7 separate regions of the Mus musculus genome follow, and regions 1, 2, 3, 5, 6 and 7 are each linked to region 4. A link is a contact called in public ChIA-PET, Hi-C, HiChIP or PLAC-seq and promoter capture Hi-C data. All regions are on one chromosome and are shown on one strand. The core of a region is the stretch at or near the end of the contact, and the rest is flanking DNA. Distances in the headings are between cores, read along the strand shown.

Region 1 (2,700 bases), core at 182-2,681, 650 kb before region 4:
GACTTAGGACAACGAGTGTCTTAGAACTAACTTCTGAGGATGGGCTCACTTGGGCAGATGACAGAAGATTCTTAGAAGAGCTAAGATGTTCGCAATGAATGGAGAAAAGAGGGCCACTTGAGTCAAGGGGGAAAGCAGATAAAAGTTAGGAAAAATTTAAGGCACAGCTTGAGGACAAAGGACATGAATTCGTCCAAAACAAAAGGGCAGAATAAAATCATGAGAGAAAAGTTTTCGGACAAAGAAAGAGAAAGAAGGACACAAAGAAAGAAATCAATGCAGATTGCCAGGCTAAAGGTGCTGAGCAGTAGTTTAAAGGTGGTAGAGTCTCATGAAATTACTAATGTTCTTATTAACTAAAAGTAAGAGGGTAGTGGTAAGAGGGGTGAGCGACAGGGAATCTAAAAGAAATAAGAGAGCTGGGAATCCCAAAGACAAAGTCACATCTCAATAAACATTCAATGATAAGAGCTGTCAAACTCGTTTCTACTCACAGTTGTTCACACGGACACAAAACTGTGTCGTTCCACTGGAGTCCGTGAAAACTCTGGAAGGGAACGGGGAGTTGCTCCTGAACATAAGAGAGTTGTCCACACATACCCAACTTGAAGATCTGTGAGGAAAGGTGAAGATACTTAAGAGAGAGACATGGAGTACATCTAGGGAAGGGGGCCTTACCCCACCAATGTCTGATGCCAATAAGAGGGGTCTCTGGGCAGAGGTGCAACACTCAGGTTTTGTTTTACTGGATGGCTCAGCATTCCCAGGAAAGCCCAAGGGGACATCCGACCGGGAGACAGCGGGTAGGAAACTCACTCTTACTCCTCCACCGGAGGAGCACCGCAGCTCACCTTACACTACCAGGAAGACAGAAGGAAAAGACTGTTCTGGGATGGAGAAGATCGCAGTCCTTGTCACAGCAGCAGTTTAAATCGCAGGTACCCGGAGTCAAGTCACAGACACAGATCGGTAAAGCTGTAAGTACAAGAAGAAAAGCGAGATGAAGCTCCCCCAAAGTTTTCCCGCGCGGACAGCCCCAGTGCCAGCTACGTGGCAGGGCAATTTTGTCTACACAATTTTAGATCTGAGAAGTCAGTATTTCCATCCCGTATCCCGCCGCATCACCTGGAAAGGGGTCGGTGGTCGCGTTCACGGGCATCGATAGAGTCCAGGGAGTCGGACTCTCAGACGAATCCGGAGGAGCTGAGGTTGGCACTTCGGGCGTCACTGGCTCCAGGCCCCAGGAGGTGGGGAAAGCCCGGGCTGTGGAGGAGGGCTGCGGTCGGGCGGTCTCAGAAAGCATCAGGACCACCAGCAGCAGCAGGTGCAGCTGCAGGGTGCACATAAGGCAGCCTGGCCGCAGAGCGGTGCGACAGGAGCCTGGGTCTCCAGATACGTCCCAGGAGCCCTGGGAAGAAGAGTCGCGTACTTCGTCATCAGCTTCCGTCTGCGCATTGGCTCAGGCGGGAGCCGGGTGCTCTTCAGCCAATGGAAGGCCGTGTTGTTACGACCCTGAGCGTCCTTCATGCTGCTCTCCTCCTTAGCGGCGCGTGGTTCCCGTTACCTGGCAACCGCTGGGAGCCTCGGGGGCGAAGGCGTCTTTGCCTGATCCCGCCGCTAGATGGCAGCTGGCAGAGGGTTGGCGCGCTTTACGGACCTGGAAGAATTGGATGAAGTCATCACTGAGAGGAAGACCAAGAGGCACAAACTGAGATCTTACCAAGGTAAGAGGCCCTTTCTCTGGAAACACCATGAACTCAAGGAGAAAAACATAGAAAGTCACATCCCTTACGTGTGCCGGGAAACTGAGTACCTGATCACAAAGTTTAGGCCAAACTGGCTACTGAGTGAGACTCTGATCCCTAAAACAAAGACAAATGAACAAAGTCCCAATGATGGCATGAGAGATGGCTCAGCTTCTAAGAATATTTGTTTTTGTTTTTGTTTTTTTCAAAGAACTGGGGTTCGCTTCCCAGAACCCACAAGGTGTCTCACAACCATCCGCTGCTCCAGTTCCAGGAGATCCATTGCCTGTGCCATCTTCTGGCCTCAGTGGGCGCCATCTGACACCCGCAGGTGCAAAGACTCAAGCAGGCAAAACACTCCTCTGCATAAAATCTAAAATAAAATTTAAAAATGTCTCCACTTTAATTACTATGGTATTTTTTAAAAAGCATAATAAAACAATGCTTATTTCAACTCCACGAGTTTCTTTATTCCCCGCTCCCTGTCGCCTAGTCACAGTTTCATGTAGCCCAGGCTGACCCTCAAACTCAAGATGTGGTCAAAGATGGCTGAATTTCTGAACCTCCTGGGTCTGGAATTTTAGTCATATAGGCCACCTTCATGCACTCCTGCCAAACACTCTATCAAGTTAAATTTTATTTTATTTTTTAAAAAGTGTTAGTTAGTGCATTATATCAATAAATGTGATCTGTATATTTGTTGCTGGAAAGGGTAGTAAGGGAAGAGGTTCAGGACAAGAAAACAGGATGGAGAAGAGTATGAGGACTTAGAGAAAGTTACAATTTAGAAACATTTTCTGAGGAGAAAGTAAAGATACAGAGATGGAAATAGCCAAGGAACCAAGAAGCAAGCTAGCTGATTGCTCTTTTACGGTTTTATCATTAAGTTCTGAAACACTCTCTAGTATGTGCTTGCTCTTCTCAGGAGTGGCGTGGCCCTTCTGCATGCCTAATA
Region 2 (2,700 bases), core at 72-2,571, 680 kb before region 4:
CACCCCCCTCTTCTGTCTTTTATAAGGCACTGACATTTCTTAACCTTTCCACTTACTTCCTTCACTGACACCAAAAGGTCAAAAGAGCCACTGATGGACAGCCGTGCTTAGTGGCAAACGCCTGTAATCCCAGCATTCGGGGGAAGTAGAGGCAAAAAGGATCAGAAGCCCGAGGTCGTTCTCAGCACACAGCCAGTTCTAGGCCAGCCTGGGCTACATAAGACCCTGTCTCAGAAAAGATTCTGATCGGGTCACATGCATAGTTCTAGACTGTTTACCCCTCTCTTGTCTAAGCACAGAAAGCTCTGAACGTCTGAGATCCTTGGAGGTATGAGGTCTACCATTTGTCTCTGGCCCAGGGAGGCAAGATCTTATATTGCAAACGACTGTTCAACCAGTCAGTTTGTTGTGACAGCAAAAACCAGACAGGTGATGCAAAAGCCCAAAGGGTATATACGTGGAGACTCTGTGATCGAGAGAGAAGTTCTTATATTTTAACTCAGAACAGCTTTCAAGTGACTAGACACAAACACACGGAGAGCTCTTATCTCACTTAGAGAAGTGAACTTCAGTCTCAACAAACTACCCAGAAAAACACATGCTGAGTTCATGGTTCACTACTTAATAGAAAGACAGAAACTCAAAGATAAATGTTGTTGCTTCGGAGGGTGGGGGAATAAGGCTGGGGTATGGCGTGCGGGGTGAAGAATCTGAGCGCACCCTTTCTGTGCCAGGAGATAATTATCACACACGGGGTCTCCGGGAATAACCCTGGCTGCAGGGAGAATCTCCTATGTACAGGTTCCATATGTCAGGTCGCGAGCCACAGAGAATTGCAGACTCAGGCCCTGGGAGTGCGTCCGTGGATGGTTTCACACCAGGTGTATGACTACTCGCAGCACAGGAGCCCTGGAAGCCGGTTGTGGACTTGGTAGGAAGAGGCTGCAGGGTCCTCCAGCCTCCGCTGGTAGCATACCCAAAAGATGGCCAGAGATCCCTGGGCCTCCTAAACCCTGCACCGGGAGCTGTGCATGAGCATCTCAGAGCACCTGGCTGCCCCGCGCCGCCGCCGGCTCCCGTGTCCACGCCCCTCCGGACCCGCGGCTGCACCCCGCATCTCCCCCTTTCAGTGAGTGTACCCCTTGCCCGGTGCTGCCCAGCCACCTACCTGCTGGCCGCCGACCCCAGCCCTGGACCACTCTTCGCGGCGACCGCCCTCTCCTCCGCCTTTTCTTCCGTCTACGTCCAGCTCTCCGGAGTTGCGTCAGCCGCGTTAGACTGAAGCCCCGTAGCGCCGCTGACGTTGGGAGACGGGTCTGACCCACGCTACGCCACGGCAACGGCGCAGGCGCTTCTGAGAATCGCGCCCACGCTCCACGTGGCGGCCCCCTCCCATCCCCAGGCTCCGCGCCCGCAGAGTATAGGGGCGGGGCTTCGAGCACCCAGAAAGGAACCTCCCCAGACAGCTTCCCAGAAAGGTAAGGAAGACTGGCTTCTAGTTGCTGATGGATTTCATAAAGCGTGTTTGACAGTTGATCGTCTATATGTCAGACTCACATTAGAAATAGATTGAATCAACAAAGACCGTCTCCCTCAAAACAAAAACAAAAACAAAGACTGGCTATTGAAAAAAATTGGCACCATGGTAAAACAAGTTGGCACCTAGTTACCCGAAAATAACAGCCCAAGTGTTTTCAGCAAAGGTGGTGGTAAGAATACTGCATTTTAAGACGGTGTGTTTAATCTCTGATTATTAATAACCACTGATTATCCCAAAGTTGAATGCATAACGGACACAGATCATCTCCTTCCGGGCTGGCAACGTTCTCGTCCCATAGCACCGTTCGTTGCAGGGAGGCCATTGTCTAGAGAAGGTCAACTGTGGCTGAAAATTGGTTCTTTATGCTTTTGTAGTCCTGACAATGCTACTGAGCCTATTCATTCATTTTCTAATTCACTAAAGGGAACTTACCACTACTTCTCAGTCCATGATGCAGGAGTATGGGGGGAAGGGCAGGGGGCGGGGAGCGGGGGGGAGTGGGGGGAAGGGCTAAAAGGAGGTTTCAGCTTAGGAGAGATCCACGCTCATGGATGATAGGTTTGCAGAAGAGAACATCTGGCTGGGAGCTCACCATACAAAGATTTTGAATCTTATGGGTCACCAAGTCAGTGAATCCAAACTTCTAAAGCCCTGGAATGATATGATCAGGTTTTTGTGTCGGAAATCAGCACAGAGGTGTAGAAACTGGGAAGTGGGTTAGCCTATTGCAAAGCGCCCTGTAAGAAATAAAGCAGACGAAAGGCGCCGACAGGGGGCGTGGGAGCAAAAAGGAAGGCGCGCTCACAGCACTTTTTGCTAAGGGTTGAGTACCAGGAAGAGGAGTTCTTTGAAATGAAATGTGCGTCGGCATATGAGATCTAGGAAGAAGCTGAGAAAATCTGTGCTTTGGGAAGGGTGTTGGCGCCAGGACGCGTTAAATTTTGAGCACGTTGAGGGTGGGGAGGTGGGGCATTAAAGAGAAACAAAACAGCAGGCGCTGATTAGATCTGGTACCCGGGCTTCTAAAAAAAGTGGGGGGGGGGGGGTGCGTGTGGGTGTGTGTCAGGGGTGTAACTAGACTAAGGGACTGGAGCTAAGTTAGAAGGCGATTCTGATTCTTCAGTTCACCCACAGATCACCTTATTGTAATTGCTTGTCTG
Region 3 (2,700 bases), core at 108-2,607, 570 kb after region 4:
CACGTTACAAATTCACTTATTTTAAGTTCTCTCTCTCTCTCTCTCTCTCTCTCTCTCTGTGTGTGTGTGTGTGTGTGTGTGTGTGTGTAATAGAAACTAGGCCACAGAGTTCTGTGTATCAGGCTGGCCTCAAATTTGCTATTTGGCCAGGAATAATTTTGAACTTGTGATCCTCCTGCCTCTGCCTTCCTAGTGTTGGGATTACAGATGTGTGTCACCACCCAGGGGTCTGTTGAAGTCCATTTGAAAATGATCATCATCAGCCAGGCGTGGTGAGTTCCAAGACAGGCAGGGCTATACAGAGAAACCCTGTCTTGAAAACAAAGAAAGAAAGAAAGAAAGAAAGAAAGAAAGAAAGAAAGAAAGAAAGAAAGCGGTCATCAAATTACTGTTCGCTCAGAAGGAAAGCATTCCTGCCATGTGCAAGGCCCTGGATGTAATCCCCAACCCTTCCAAAAAAAATCATTAAATAAACACACTTGACCTAGTGGTTCCCAACCTGTAAGCAAGAGGATAAAGAGTTCAAGGTTATCCTCAGCTACACAGCCAATCCAAGAGCATACTCAAGGCCCTTTCACAAAATAAATAAATATTAAAAAAAAAAACTAATAAAGGTTTGGTTAACCATTAATTCAACAATGCTATCTGGAACAGTTAAGATGGCCGAGGCTCTGTTTTCATATAACCAGCTCACCACTGCTACCCTTTCTAGATGACTAGTCTTCATTTGACTACTGAATTTCGTTAACACGCATTCACTTGCCATATTACAGTTCCTTGCAAAGAGCCAGTAGTCAACGCAGCCCCTAAATGCCCTGGAACCCAAGCCAAAAAACCACGAAATCTGTGGCCGGTTTGCGTTCCAGCTCAGCCATCCACATCAGACAAGGTCTCCATCCTCCTTTCCATCTTTGGCAACAACCTTTTCCTAATCGTCACTCCGAGTCCAAACCTCACTCCCTCTCCTTTCCAGCCTCCTCTGACTCTGTCACCCAAACCTTTAAAAAAAAAAAAAAAAAAAAAAAAAAAAAAAAAAAAAAAAAAAAAAAAGCCACCGCCTAAACCAAACCACTTGACGTGCTGAGGGGAGTGTGTGGAGGTGTAAGTGTGTGGAAGTGACTGTGTGTGGAAGAAACCAATCGAGTCCCCCAAGGTGTCCATCTTGTGGAATGCCAATTAGGCCCGGCTGAGCGAACCAGAATCAACTTCCCAGTGCATCCCCGCACACAGTAGGCACGCCGATGAGGCTCGGGGGCAGCCAGGCTCTACTCTGTGCCCTGGCCCTACAGGCTCACTACTGCCAAGGAGACAGCACCCCCCGGCCGCGCACGGTGGTAGGAGCCACGCGACGTCACCCATTGTTTACAAATCAACCCAAGCCGGCAGCGTTCCGGCTCCCGCGGCTCTAAGGCGCGCGGTGCCACTGCCCGGTGGTCCCTGCCTAGCCCGGCTTGGGCCTCCGCCTCGCTCCCGCCCCAGCCGCGGCTCGCCGAGCCCGCGGCCAACCGAGCTGCCAGCGACGCCCGCACAGCCGCGGGGGCCCGGGCGGGGGGCCATGCCTTGCCGGAGGGAGGAGGAGGAGGAAGCCGGCGACGAGGCGGAGGGGGAGGAGGACGACGACAGCTTCCTCCTGCTGCAGCAGTCGGTGACTCTGGGTGGCTCGACCGACGTGGACCAGCTCATCGTCCAGATCGGCGAGACGCTGCAGCTGGACGCAGCGCACGATCGCCCGGCCTCGCCGTGTGCCGCCCCGGGTCCCCCGCCCCCGCAGGTCCTGGCGGCGCTGCCGGCGGACAAGACCGGGACCCCAGCTAGGAGGCTGCTGCGGCCGACGGGGTCAGCGGAGACCGGGAACCCTGCGCCCCCGGGGGCCGTGCGCTGCGTGCTAGGGGAGCGCGGGCGCGTGCGGGGACGGTCGGCGCCCTACTGCGTGGCGGAGATCTCCCCCGGCGCCAGCGCGCTGCCCCAGCAGCCGGGCCTTGACGGACCCCCGGGGACCGGCAAACTAAGCACCCCGCAGCCACTGTCGGGCCCGTGCCGCCGGGGTTGGCTCCGGAACGCAGCCGCGTCCCGCCGCTTGCAACAGCGACGCGGATCTCAGCCGGAGACCCGCACTGGCGACGACGACGACCCGCACCGGCTCCTGCAGCAGCTCGTGCTCTCGGGAAACCTCATCAAGGAGGCGGTGCGCAGACTTCATTCGCGACAGCTACAGTTACACGCAAAGCTTCCCGCACACCCGTTCCTCGGGCCTCTGTCAGCCCCAGTGCATGAGCCGCCTTCGCCCGGGAGCCCTCGCGCGGCCTGCAGCGACCCTGGCGCTTTCATGGGGAGGGCGCAGCTCAGAACTGGGGACGACCTTCTTGTCCCTGGCAGCTAACAACCTAAGTGGCCACAGCACCAGCCTGTAGCCGGGGACCAAGGGATTTACCCAGGGCTTCACCCAGCCGGAGCTGGTGGTGGACTCGAGCATTATTTGGAAACGGGAAAATAAGCTAAGGAAGACAGCCGAAATATCGCAGATATTTTCATGGGTAACTGAAATTGAAAGCCCCGAACTGTTTGAAACCCAGGACTTAGGTTTGTTTAAAGCAGAATCTACAGAGCGCACCGCAGGCTGTCAGCAGGGCTCCTTTTTTTTTTTTTTTTTTTTTTTTTTTTGGCGTGATTCAACCTGGTCGCTGCAATTCCACGCAGACT
Region 4 (2,700 bases), core at 44-2,543:
ACAGCCTAATTTAGAGTTTTTAATTGGCTAATCAAAACAAAGTTTTGTTCACTACAAACAAAATCTAACGTCTGCCCCTTAAAAGCAGCGTACTCCCATTTTGTCACCGATCAGCTACAGCCAAACGTTCTCCACATATTTTAAATTTAGTAAATACACAACTACTCGGGCAAAAAAAAAAAAATCACAATACAGATAAAAACCTTGAAACAATCTCCAATTTGCCAAGCAATCTTCTAGGTTTATCAGACTTTCCACACTTCCCCGCGTCTACCATTCTGAATAAAAAAATAAATAAGTGAATTCCACAGCGTTACAGCTCTAGGTGAAAGTCACTCCAAGAGTCATTAATAGGCGAGCTTTGATGTGAAGATACAATTAAATAAACCGCCAATCAACTTCAGGCCAAAAGCAAAAGTGAGTGGGGGTGTGGCCTGAGGGCTGGGTGACACAAGGGCAGAGCTGTCCCAGTTAGGGACCGACCACCCGAACAGGGCGTCCTCTGGGCACTCACGGAGCGCGGAGAAAGTTGCAAGGGAGTCCTGGGGACCGAGTGCGTGCAGGGTGAAGACGTGTCCGCGTGTAAACCGTTCACACCTCCACTTCCCTAAAGCTGTCCCCACCCCACGGTTTAAATCCGGTTCGGGCGAGAGGGAGAGAGAAGGGTAGGAAGAGGCCGGAGCCCTGCGCGAAGCGATGGGTATTTCCTGGTTGGCAAGCGCCTGGATCACCACGCATCCATCCTCCGCCGTGCTGTGTGCACAGCGTCCAGTTTCCCGGGTCCAGAGCCCGCTCCGGGCCGATCCCCGGGCAGCAGCCCCGAGAGGCGGAGCTGCGGAGCAAGGCCCAGGCAGCCCCGAGTGCTCGGAAATGCCTCCTCCCAGCTCCCGCGGATCCGGCCCCGCCATGCCCGACCGGAAGGAGCGCTCGGGCGGCCGCGGGGCTGCACCGGGCCCCCCGGGCCTTCGGACCACGCCGGGTCTGGCGGGGCGGCAGGCTTGGGAGCGGGGCTGGGGCGGGGGCGGCCGCGCGGCTCGCTTCGCCTCACCGTGTGTTCGTGCTCGTCAGACCGAGCCCGGGGCAGCAGCAGCAACAACAACGCGGCGGCCGCCGCCACGCCAGGAGCGCCCGGCAGCGGCCTCATCCTCCGCGCTCCCACAGGCCGGGCGCCGGCCCACCGACTCCTCCTCCGCCGCCGCCGCCGATTCACATCCACCGGGCGCGGACAGACGCACGGGGCCCGGGCACAGCCGCTGCCTCCGCCGCCGTCACCGCCCGCTCCGCGCCGCCCCCGCCCCCCGGCCTCCGAGCCTCTTCCTCTGACTCAGCCACGTCATCCGGCCACCCCGGCACACGCCGGAAGTCCTCCCGACGCGGGGCCGCAACCGTCGCCGGCCGTGGGGCGCCGGCGCGCGCAGGCCGCGGGGTTGAAGGGTTCCGAGTCGCCGCTGCTGTGCTGCTTGCTCAGCCTCGGCCTGGACCTGGGCCTGGGCCCTTGCGCGCCCGGCTGCGGGCGGGCTGGGGTGACATCGGCTCAGGCGCCTAGCTCGCCACGGCGTGCGTGAACACCCCTTCCCTCTAACCTCGGGCTCCGCAAGCTTCTTTATGGACGATGATTATTAAACTTGGACAGGGTCGGTTGGGTGTTTAAACATCACCGTGTACTGTTTATAGACTTCTATGCAATCAAGAGATCTGGGCTAAGTTGACATTCTTGTTCATCTGCCTACGTATTGTTTTTCTCAGCCTCAATCATAAATGTGTCCGGAAGTTCCTCAGCACTCCAATCACTTGATCTCATATTCTGTATCTGAGCCGGTAGTAATAAGGAGCTAAGTTTGGTATCTTACTCTTGTAAGCCCCAGCATTCGGGAAGCTGGACTGATTGTTGTTTATTGCATACTTGCTTGGGTTACAGCGTGAGACAAAAGAAGAAAAGAAAACAAAACGAAATAATCGGGTCATAGCGGTGCAGGCATGTAATCCCGGCACCAGGACCGCAGAGGCAGAATTGCAGAAAGATTGGAGCCAACCTTATCTACAGGCTCAGTACCAAGCCTGCCAGGCTACGTAGCAAGGCCCCATCTCAAACCAAAACGTACTACGGACTCAGAAATGATCAGAAGGACACTTCTCTAAATGTGGGACTTAGAGGAAGATTGTCTCATCCATCCGTATCAGGCAGGTTTTGGTATTTGGTCGTGTAATACCTCACAGCCAATATTCTATACCACCATACTGTGCAGAAGTCTGAAGAAGACCCCACTACCAATCTTCCTTCCCTGTCCATTCCCAAGGAGTACCAACATGATTTCCTACCAAGAAATCAAATTATGTCTTTTTTGTCCAAAACACATCTTGAATAGTTAGAACTCATAGTGGAATCATCAGTAATGGTTTCATCTGCCAGGCACTCTGATACTCACACAGACCCTATGCAACAGGTACCTTTAGTGTGTCCACTTACAGAAAAGTGACAGATGCACAGGTTGGGTGACTTGCTGAAAGACTAGACCCAGTTTGCTTCTTTAGTTTGTTAACTGCTAATGTATTACCAACCAGACAGCTCTTTAAAAGGTGAATTAGATGTGCTCTCATTGGCATGACATATCCAAGAAGCACTTACAAATGGAAAAGTCTGCTACCATTTTAAATGGTAGCATGCTAGTTTGCCTGTAGAAAACAATCTTAAGTGATTAA
Region 5 (2,700 bases), core at 201-2,700, 650 kb after region 4:
TAGTAGGTACTTGACCATCTCATGTTAAAACTTTTCTTGGCTCTCTGTCGAAAGTACAGAAAGTGGCTCAGTTCTGTTGTCAATTGTTTAAATGTGGATTTTGCTCTCCACTAAAAGGACAGGAATTCATGACACTATCTTAGTATCTTAGTAATAGGCCACTGTCTGGCTAATGTTTAATGCTCATGAAGAAGTTTAATGGAAATAAACTAAGAGTCCACAGCCTGGGCAGGAGAAATTGGTCCTAACAAGTGGATACTAAAATTGGGGTAAGGAGAGACAGACATTCCTTTTTGTAATGTTGTAAGGGCCTAACGTTTGCTTCTCAGAAGGACATGAGCCTGTACACCTACACAGGAGCTTCCACACACTCTCAGCTACAGAATCAACATTTAGTAGAAGAAAAGGGATATAGAGCTGTTCTCTTGGGGCTGGCGACATGAGATGGCTCAGCAGGTAACTAACTGCTCTTCTGAAGGTCCTGAGTTCAAATCCCAGAATCACATGGTGGCTCTCAACCACCCATAATGAGATCTGATGCCCTCCTCTGGCATGTCTGAAGACATCTACAGTGGCCTTATGTATAAATACATATTTATTATTTATTATTATATAATATGTAGTTATAAATGCATATGTATATATTTATTATTGTACTATTATTTTTATAATAATAAATAATAAATTTATGGGCCAGAGCAAGCAGGGCCGACTGGAGCGAGCTGGGCCTACCAGGACGAACAGAGGTCCTAAAAAATTCAATTCCCAACAACCACAGGAAAGCTCACAACCATTTGTACAGCTACATAAAAATAAATAATAAATCTTAAAAAAAAAAAAAAAAAAAAAAAGCTGTGCTCTAACTGGCGTGATGAACCACGCCTTTAATCTAGCACTTCGGTGGCAGAGACAGGAAATCTCTGAGTTCTAGGCCTGGTCTACAGAACTTGTTCCAGGACAGTCAGGGTTACGCAGAGAGACTGTCTCAAAAAAAAAAAAAAAAAAAAAAAAAAAAAAAAAAAAAGCAACAAACTAGAAACAAAAAACAACAAAACAACCCAAAAGAACAATGTTCTGTTGAAGGGAAATAGCAACAACCCACGTTTAGGTTTATAGAGTATTTTACAAGTGAGGCTGAGACGTCTTATGACTTGTCCGAAGTACAAGTTAAAAGGAAAAGGGTGTATATTGGAATTGCGCAGGGATGGGACTGTGGCCTGGCAGGGCTGAAGAACTGGTCAGAGGATAGTTGATCATCCCTAAAGAGGAAGCGCGGCGTGTCCAGTCGGCGCCTGGAGCTCAAGCTCGCAACCAGCACCCTCCGCGCTCCTTGCTTACGTGCGCTCCGTGACTGCCGGGTAGCACGCGGGTACCGCTACGTACAACGCATGCGCACTGCCGCCGCGGTGCACTACACCCCCCCCTTAGCAGGCCGCAGAACTTGCCTGAGGCGCATGCGCACACGGGGCGGGCGGCGGTCTGTCGAGCGAGTGGAAAGATTTCGGGGAGAAAGTGCGCGGAAGCGGGGCGGGAGACTGTAAGTGCGCAGGCGCGACCGGGGCGGGGGGCGGGCTGCGAAGAGAATCTCGGCGATCCTCAGTTGCTGCTGCATCCTCTGCCCGTCGCCATGGCTGCCTACAAGCTGGTGCTGATCCGGCATGGCGAGAGCGCCTGGAACCTGGAGAACCGCTTCAGCGGCTGGTACGACGCCGACCTGAGCCCGGCGGGCCACGAGGAGGCGAAGCGCGGCGGGCAGGCGTTGCGAGGTACGAGCGGGACGAGCGCTGTGTGGCGTACTGGGCCAGCACCGGCCTAGGGGTCGCCTGAGCCCCCGGGCCCTCTCGAGAGGCGGGCACTTCGGTCGGCCTCTGCAGTTGAATTTTCATCTGGGGAGGTGAACGCAGGGTGGGGAACCCGCTTGTCAAGGTCACCCCGTTAAGTCTGAGAGTCTGTGCCAGAAAGAGGGCACAGCCGCCGCTAGGCTAAAATCTGTTCTTCCGGTCCGAGCAGCCCCACCTGTGGCGCCCAGGACCCTTTAGGGTACCACGAGGGCCTAGGGCGCCTGGCGGACGATTCCCCGTGACATCAGTGGCTGTACCGGAGTATACTTGAGGCGCCTGCCCATCATGGCGAAGCGGCAGGTCACGGGCTCGCCCTGGGTAGTGGGGGGGTGTTAGGTGGGGATGTCTAATGGCCTTTGAGACAACCTGGAAACCGCGTGCTTCGGAGAGCTTTGTAGCACAGCAGCAAACCACAAAACCGAATCCAGGAATGTGAGTGGGTGATTTCAGTTGATGCTCTCTCCAGCCCTATGAAGCAGGCAGATCTAATTTCCCTCCTTTTTACCTCTCTCCGTCCTCTTGTTATAGTTTAGAAAAGTGACTGGAAAGATTTGTCCAAGGTCATACAAAACTTAGTTCTAATCCAGTGTCCTTGCCCCATTTCTGGGTGGAGTAACAAGTAAGTGTGAGGAACTGGCGGGCCCTTGGCCAAGGACAGAGGCAGAGCAAAGGGTGAAAGCGTCCAGGAGATAAGCTCGCCTTTGCCTATCCATGCTGGGTGCCCCGCACCACCCACAGTTCTCTGTGATTTTGGAATGCTAATAAGAAAGCAAGGCCTCCCCGCTCCCTGTAGTGAAGAGGCACTTCTCTTGGTGATTAGGGCACATCCTAACTTGGACACGGCAGTAGCTGTGTAAAA
Region 6 (2,703 bases), core at 122-2,621, 580 kb after region 4:
GGGGAAAGCAAGCGTTGTCAACCCACCAACATAAATCTGCCAACTTATGTTCTTCACCCTAGAACCGCTCTGCTCTGCAATTGTAGCACCATATTCAGAAAGCTTCTGTACCCGAAAATAACGAGATCATATCTACTATTGGTTTTTCAAGTATTGTTAGAAGCCCTCCCGATTCCCGCCCCTGCGAGCCACATCTATAAACAATCCAAGCACACGATAAGGGCTAAGTCAGGTCCAAGTGGATTAAGTAGCTGCCACAGTTCAACCGGTAGATCCCAGGTCCTCGGCTGCTGGTGCTACTCAGTAGAGTCCGTTTTCTCTAACAGCCTCTCGCGGCCGGTAACTTTGAGGCTGTAGCCCGAGGGATGGACGACAGCTCCTGCTCCGCACAGTCCCGGGCAAGACACTGTTGGATCAGCGTAGCGGCGTCCTCTTCCTCCTCCAGGGATCCCCTGTCAGAGCCAGGCGCCCGAGGGCTGCAGAGTGACTGAGTCCGGTCCGCTTCGGCCACCCCCGGACCCCGGAGCGCTCGCGGGGCTCGTGGCCGCAACCGCGGCGACCGCTCGCTGGAGTCTGCGCACCGCCTCCTTGATGAGGTTTCCGGAGAGCACGAGCTGCTGCAGGAGCCGGTGCGGGTCGTCGTCGGCCGCGCGCGCTCCGCCTGCTGTCCACCGCCGCTGCTGGATTCGGTGAGAAGCCACGGAGCCGGGGAGCCACCCTCGCCGCCCCGGCCCGGGAAGCGCGCTGGCACCCGGGGCGATCTCCGCAACGCAGTAGGGCGCCGATCGGCCCCGCACACGCCCGCGCTCCCCCAGCACGCAGCGCACGGCCCCCGGAGGCGCAGGGTCCCCGGTCTCTGCTGACCCCGTCGGCCGCAGCAGCCGCCTCGCTGGGGTCCCGGTCTTGTCCGCCGACAGCGCCGCCAGGACCCGCGGAGGCGCGGGTGGGGGACCCGGGGCGGCACACGGCGAGGCCGGGCGATCGTGCGCCGTGTCCAGCTGCAGCGTCTCGCCGATCTGGACGATGAGCCGATCCACGTCGGTCGAGCCGCCCAGAGTCACCGACTGCTGCAGCAGGAGGAAGCTGTCGTCGTCCTCCTCCCCCTCTGCCTCGTCGCCGGCTTCCTCCTCCTCCTCTCTCCGGCAAGGCATGGCCCCCCGCCCGGGCCCCCGCGGCTGTGCGGGCGTCGCTGGCAGCTCGGTTGGCCGCGGGCTCGGCGAGCCGCGGCTGGGGCGGGAGCGCGGCGGAGGCCCAAGCCGGGCCAGGAGGGGGCCGAGCCTGGGGATGCGGAAGCCGGGACCACCGGGCAGAGGTACCGCGCGCCTTAGAGCCGCGGGAGCCGGAACGCTGCCGGCTTGGGTTGATTTGTAAACAATGGGTGACGTCGCGCGGCTCCTACCACCGCGCGCGACCGTGGGGGGAGACGTTCGCTAGAAGACTTAGGGGCGCGGGACGGCGCAAACCGTGCGAGACCACTGCCCACACTGTCTGCCCAGAGATAGTTTATATGGTTGCGAGCGATTCCGGGGACGGGGCACCGACTTCGCCGAGCCCAGGTCCTAGGACCTCTCGGTCCTAGGAGGCACCCTCGGCGACTGCCAATTGGCTGCTCCCACTCGCGGACACACCCCCAGCACACCCAGCCCCTCCTCTGCCGCGCCCGCTCCAGCCCCACGTGTGGGTAACGCCTGCGCTGGCCCGGGGAGGGGCGACCCCGACGGTTGGGAAGCCGACCCTGTGGTCAGAGCTTCTCAGACTTGCTCCGGTTTCTCAGAGCTACATCGAATTGACTTTTTTTGTAGTTCAAACGAAAATGTTCTCGTAACCATAGGATTCAAACGAGATTAACAGGCTTCCCCCCCCCCCCTTCATCCTCCTCTTTGTACATTATACAGCCACACACAAAAGCATTGCAGTCGCATTAAATTATAAACGCTTTTTCCGGTGACTGCACGCGCTTTGAAAACACTGTACCGATTACGTAAGTTTCCATTAAGTACTTGTAATTGTTTAAATTCCTTCAACGGTTGCTGTTTCTCTGAGTTCGCCGTTGTAGTAAGTGTGTGACTAATGCTCTTTCCCATAAAACTTTTCCAAATTTATGATTCATTTTTCAGAGTACATTCCTAAGAGTGGAGTTTTAGGTCAAAGGATAAGAGTTTTTTTTAGTTTGGCCCTTTTATTTTTTGTAATATGTATGGAAAACCTAGAACTGGGTGAATACACTCTTATTAATATGTGATATACGTCATTCATTGAAACGACTAGAATTTAGTCATTGAAAACCTTATTGTGTATATGAGTCATGTTACAGGTGAAATTGACATTTTTCAGTTTGCCTGTTATATATATATATATATTTTTTTTTTGGTTTGGTTTGGTTTTGGTTATGGTTATTTATCTATTTATTTTGGTTTTTCGAGACAGGGTTTCTTTGTGTATCCCTGACTGTCCCGAAACTCACTCCGTAGACCAGGCTGGCCTCGAACTCAGAAATCCACCTGCTTCTGCCTCCCAAGTGCTGGGATTAAAAGCATGCGTCACCACTGCCTGGTTGGTTTTTTTTTTTTTTTTTAGACTGGGTTTCTCTGAGTAGCCCTGCTGTCCTGGAACTCACCCTGTAGACCAGGCTGGCCTCAAACTCAAAGATCTGCCTGCCTCTGCCTCCCAAGTGCTGGGAGCATCCTGGCTAGCTTCCTTTGA
Region 7 (2,700 bases), core at 44-2,543, 540 kb after region 4:
AATTGACAAGTACACGGGTAGCTGAAACGAGACTGGGAGTTCCAGTCCAGCCGAGGTACTTAGCAAGAACCTGTCTCAGTAACGACAATAGAGGGTTTCAGATTCAGAGAAAACTGTGTTGGTCAGATAGTTAACAGTTTCAAATTTTACATTCAGTTGACAGCAGCCTCAAGGAAGAATTCTAAGTCCTCTTGCTGTAGAACAGTATTTCATTTGTCCTCATTTTCATTACAATTCAGGATTTTCGAGTCGGAGGAGAGATAATCTAATGACATTTATCAACCCACGGGCACAGTTCCCGGGAGAAATAAAAGGTCAAAGAGTGGAAAACTCCTCCATACAAAACAGTAACAATACCCACACAAGCCCATCAGGGCTCAGGAAAAATCAGGCTCACAAACTCGGTTTCCCAAAATTCTTGGTTCTTCTGTTCTGTACTAACTCCGTACCAAAGCATAGCATTGATCATACTCTCTGACAATGTAAGTAATCTCATTCTATTGGAGTGTGTCAGACTCCAAATATTTGTTTGTAATCGGTTAAGAAAGGCTCGACTTTATGACAGGGACAGTACTCGTTCCAGAAAGAAGAAATGAGATCACAATTTCAAGGAAACATAAAAATCTATCGTATTTTGAAGTGTTTGCCAGGATGGGTGCTATGCGCTTTAAATAGGTTGTGTCATCCCGTCCAGGTTCTGAAATAAGTATCGTTATGTTTATTTACAGAAGAAGGCTGAAGCCGAGAAAGGTCAGCCAGCTTAGGGGACAAAAATCCCTTTTAACCATCACTCAAGTCGCGGCTCTGAGTAAAGCGCAGAGGCTGTCACGAAGGACATTTAAAGCTCCCGGGGCGTTGTGGGATTCTCTAAACCGCTCTGGGCTTCAGTTGCCACTCAAAACGCTCGGCGCCAGGGCAGACACCATGACCGTGGCCCGGGGGTCTGCAGCCAGAGCGTCGGGAGGGCTCCACACACGGCCGTGGGACTCGCGGAGAGCAGCGCAGCGGGAAGCACGGACCGCAAAGACCCGCCTCAGCCCCCGCAGGCGCGTCGGCGTAGACACCACGGGAGAGAGGAACAAAGCCCGGGCCTGTGGACCACGGTGACTCAAGGGCAGGGCGGCGACATCGCTAGCCCACAGTCCCGTCTCCTAGGCAGCAGGACGGAAAACTTGGCTCACCTCCGGCCAGAGTCGCAGACCGGCGCCTCCCCTCCACTCGGCGCCTCAGCCGCCATCTTCCGCGGCAGCTTGGTCTGCAGCCCCGCCTCAGGCACCGCCCCTTAGCCCTTAGATTGGCTAGGATGGTTTTCTAAGTCCTGTACGATTGGACGAACCTATGGCCCCGCCTAAATAAGAACCGTTCCATGCTACTATTGGTCTATTCAAATATCTAACTGTCATTGGTAGCACAGAACCAACGAAAGGGCAGGAGAAACACCTGCCCGAGGCCTACCGGGAGATGTAGTTTCTCGTTTTGATTAACCCATGTAGTTCCGCGGATCAAGTCACAAATTCCTGGCTGCGCTCCCCTCCCCGCTAGGTAAATCTCTGAGTTACAAAACTGTCGGTTTTTAAAGTCACTTGAAGAGAAAAGGTTCTTGAGGCCCTGCCCATCCCCCAGTTCGGTAGGCAGTTAACGGTTGCTAGGGAAAAGGGCTCATCACCCCTCACTCACTTAAACCCCCATTCACCCCACCCCCAAGATCCATAGGCTTAGTAAAAGGGAAGAAAAGGCATTTTCTTCAATGGTATATAATCAGTGGTAAATTGCATACGTTCCTGTAAGCTACCCTAAGTAAACTCTTGTGTGTGTATATATGTATGTGTGTATGTATGTATGTATTTATGTATGAATGTATGTATGTGTGTGTGTATGTATGCAGGGGCTGATCTTCAGGGTACATATTTGGGGGAGGGGGAAAGTCAGTATAAAGACACCAAAAGCACTGGCTAGAATAGAGAGGCAAATTTTGGGTCATCCAAACAAGCCTCCTTGGGTGACTTCAGGCCAACAAGAAAATGTGACTAAGCCAGGCAGTGGTGGCGTATACCTTTAATCCCAGCACTTGGGAGGCAGAGGCAGGTGGAAAAAAAAAAAAAAAAAAAAAAAACATGGTATTGATATATGAAATTCACAATTAACAATAAGGGGCAGCTAGAGATGGTTCCGTGGTTCTAAGAACACTTGCTGCTTTTCCTGAAGACTAGAGTTTGATTCCCTGCATTGAAAGGTTCACAAGGGCCAGACAGTGAGTCCAGTTCCAAAGGACTGATTGCCTTCCTATAGCCTCCAGAGCTGGCCTCCGGGGCACATGCGCACAGATGCACAGAGACACATAAAATCTTTTCTAAAAGCAAAAAATATAGATGGTAGAGAGTAAAAAGTGAAGGGAAAGAACATTGTGACCCTGACTTGACCCCCAGACCAGGCAACCTTGACCCTATCTTGACCCCAAGCTCAAAATCAGGGCCAAGAAACAGAATCCCACCAATCCCTGAGCACAAAATTCCCACCAACCCCTAGAATTGCCCCAAAATCAGGCCACAAAAATCCCACCACTCCCTCCCTGGACACCCTGGAAAGCTCTGTCTTCATCGCCTGTCCCGCCCCACCAAGAAACCCTATACAAAACCCGCTGAGCTTCTGCCGCTTTTCACCCCAGCAGAGGCCGCCACCCTCCGCGGGTTTCCCCTTGCA

Evidence for each region. Promoter capture Hi-C pulls out the DNA fragments that hold promoters and counts their contacts. Hi-C and Micro-C count contacts between places; a contact is called where the count stands out from the background. ChIA-PET counts read pairs in DNA pulled down with a chosen protein or histone mark. HiChIP or PLAC-seq counts read pairs in DNA pulled down with a chosen protein or histone mark. Capture Hi-C pulls out chosen DNA fragments and counts their contacts.
Region 1: a contact with region 4 is called in a Hi-C map of muscle stem cells, with 5 times the contacts expected there. The contact joins the promoter of Tctn3 here to the promoter of Tm9sf3 in region 4. A contact is called at or near these places in 1 of 39 promoter capture datasets (pre-B cells), 2 of 484 Hi-C or Micro-C datasets (embryonic stem cells and muscle stem cells) and 2 of 115 datasets of contacts at active chromatin or transcription factors (embryonic stem cells and large pre-B cells).
Region 2: a contact with region 4 is called in a promoter capture Hi-C map of adipose tissue. The contact joins the promoter of Aldh18a1 here to the promoter of Tm9sf3 in region 4. A contact is called at or near these places in 3 of 39 promoter capture datasets (the C10 cell line, embryonic stem cells and liver), 3 of 484 Hi-C or Micro-C datasets (CD4 T cells, CD8 T cells and embryonic stem cells), 2 of 115 datasets of contacts at active chromatin or transcription factors (extraembryonic endoderm stem cells and memory CD8 T cells) and 1 of 9 other capture datasets (adipose tissue).
Region 3: an H3K27ac HiChIP or PLAC-seq map of microglia shows a contact between it and region 4, with 6 times the contacts expected there. The contact joins the promoter of Frat1 here to the promoter of Tm9sf3 in region 4. A contact is called at or near these places in 2 of 39 promoter capture datasets (embryonic stem cells and hippocampal neurons), 1 of 484 Hi-C or Micro-C datasets (embryonic stem cells) and 12 of 115 datasets of contacts at active chromatin or transcription factors (astrocytes, bone marrow-derived dendritic cells, bone marrow-derived macrophages and 7 more).
Region 5: an RNA polymerase II ChIA-PET map of memory CD8 T cells shows a contact between it and region 4, with 59 read pairs. The contact joins the promoter of Pgam1 here to the promoter of Tm9sf3 in region 4. A contact is called at or near these places in 5 of 39 promoter capture datasets (the HPC-7 cell line, hippocampal neurons, liver and 1 more), 1 of 15 datasets of contacts at CTCF or cohesin (the NIH/3T3 cell line) and 7 of 115 datasets of contacts at active chromatin or transcription factors (acute myeloid leukemia, extraembryonic endoderm stem cells, memory CD8 T cells and 4 more).
Region 6: a contact with region 4 is called in a promoter capture Hi-C map of pre-B cells, with 6 times the contacts expected there. The contact joins the promoter of Frat2 here to the promoter of Tm9sf3 in region 4. A contact is called at or near these places in 8 of 39 promoter capture datasets (the 3T3-L1 cell line, the C10 cell line, cranial neural crest and 4 more), 4 of 484 Hi-C or Micro-C datasets (Th1 cells, cortical neurons, embryonic fibroblasts and 1 more) and 13 of 115 datasets of contacts at active chromatin or transcription factors (bone marrow-derived dendritic cells, bone marrow-derived macrophages, embryonic forebrain and 9 more).
Region 7: an H3K27ac HiChIP or PLAC-seq map of extraembryonic endoderm stem cells shows a contact between it and region 4, with 7 times the contacts expected there. The contact joins the promoter of Arhgap19 here to the promoter of Tm9sf3 in region 4. A contact is called at or near these places in 10 of 39 promoter capture datasets (3T3-L1-derived adipocytes, the C10 cell line, HPC-7-derived erythroid cells and 6 more), 2 of 484 Hi-C or Micro-C datasets (embryonic stem cells and nephron progenitors), 20 of 115 datasets of contacts at active chromatin or transcription factors (the 230-238 cell line, astrocytes, bone marrow-derived dendritic cells and 17 more) and 4 of 9 other capture datasets (adipose tissue, embryonic stem cells, liver and 1 more).

The regions. Positions count from the first base shown.
Region 1 is chr19:40,610,800-40,613,499 of GRCm38.p6, forward strand. Tctn3 (tectonic family member 3) reads right to left here and starts at 1,432. Exons shown (of 14, transcript NM_026260.3): 1 at 1,126-1,432; 2 at 852-975; 3 at 495-613. The coding sequence starts at 1,345. It also overlaps a transcript of Entpd1 not described here.
Region 2 is chr19:40,587,142-40,589,841 of GRCm38.p6, forward strand. It overlaps Aldh18a1 (aldehyde dehydrogenase 18 family, member A1), which reads right to left and starts at 1,322. Exons shown (of 19, transcript NM_019698.2): 1 at 1,169-1,322. Gm27042 (a long non-coding RNA gene) reads left to right here and starts at 1,391. Exons shown (of 4, transcript XR_386705.4): 1 at 1,391-1,478.
Region 3 is chr19:41,828,613-41,831,312 of GRCm38.p6, forward strand. It overlaps Frat1 (frequently rearranged in advanced T cell lymphomas), which reads left to right and starts at 1,358. Exons shown (of 1, transcript NM_008043.3): 1 at 1,358-2,700. The coding sequence starts at 1,556. The coding sequence ends at 2,380.
Region 4 is chr19:41,262,711-41,265,410 of GRCm38.p6, forward strand. It overlaps Tm9sf3 (transmembrane 9 superfamily member 3), which reads right to left and starts at 1,294. Exons shown (of 15, transcript NM_133352.2): 1 at 1,049-1,294. The coding sequence starts at 1,144.
Region 5 is chr19:41,910,421-41,913,120 of GRCm38.p6, forward strand. It overlaps Pgam1 (phosphoglycerate mutase 1), which reads left to right and starts at 1,451. Exons shown (of 4, transcript NM_023418.2): 1 at 1,451-1,766. The coding sequence starts at 1,628.
Region 6 is chr19:41,846,761-41,849,463 of GRCm38.p6, forward strand. It overlaps Frat2 (frequently rearranged in advanced T cell lymphomas 2), which reads right to left and starts at 1,372. Exons shown (of 1, transcript NM_177603.3): 1 at 1-1,372. The coding sequence starts at 1,151. The coding sequence ends at 456.
Region 7 is chr19:41,800,791-41,803,490 of GRCm38.p6, forward strand. It overlaps Arhgap19 (Rho GTPase activating protein 19), which reads right to left and starts at 1,294. Exons shown (of 12, transcript NM_027667.3): 1 at 1,182-1,294. The coding sequence starts at 1,237.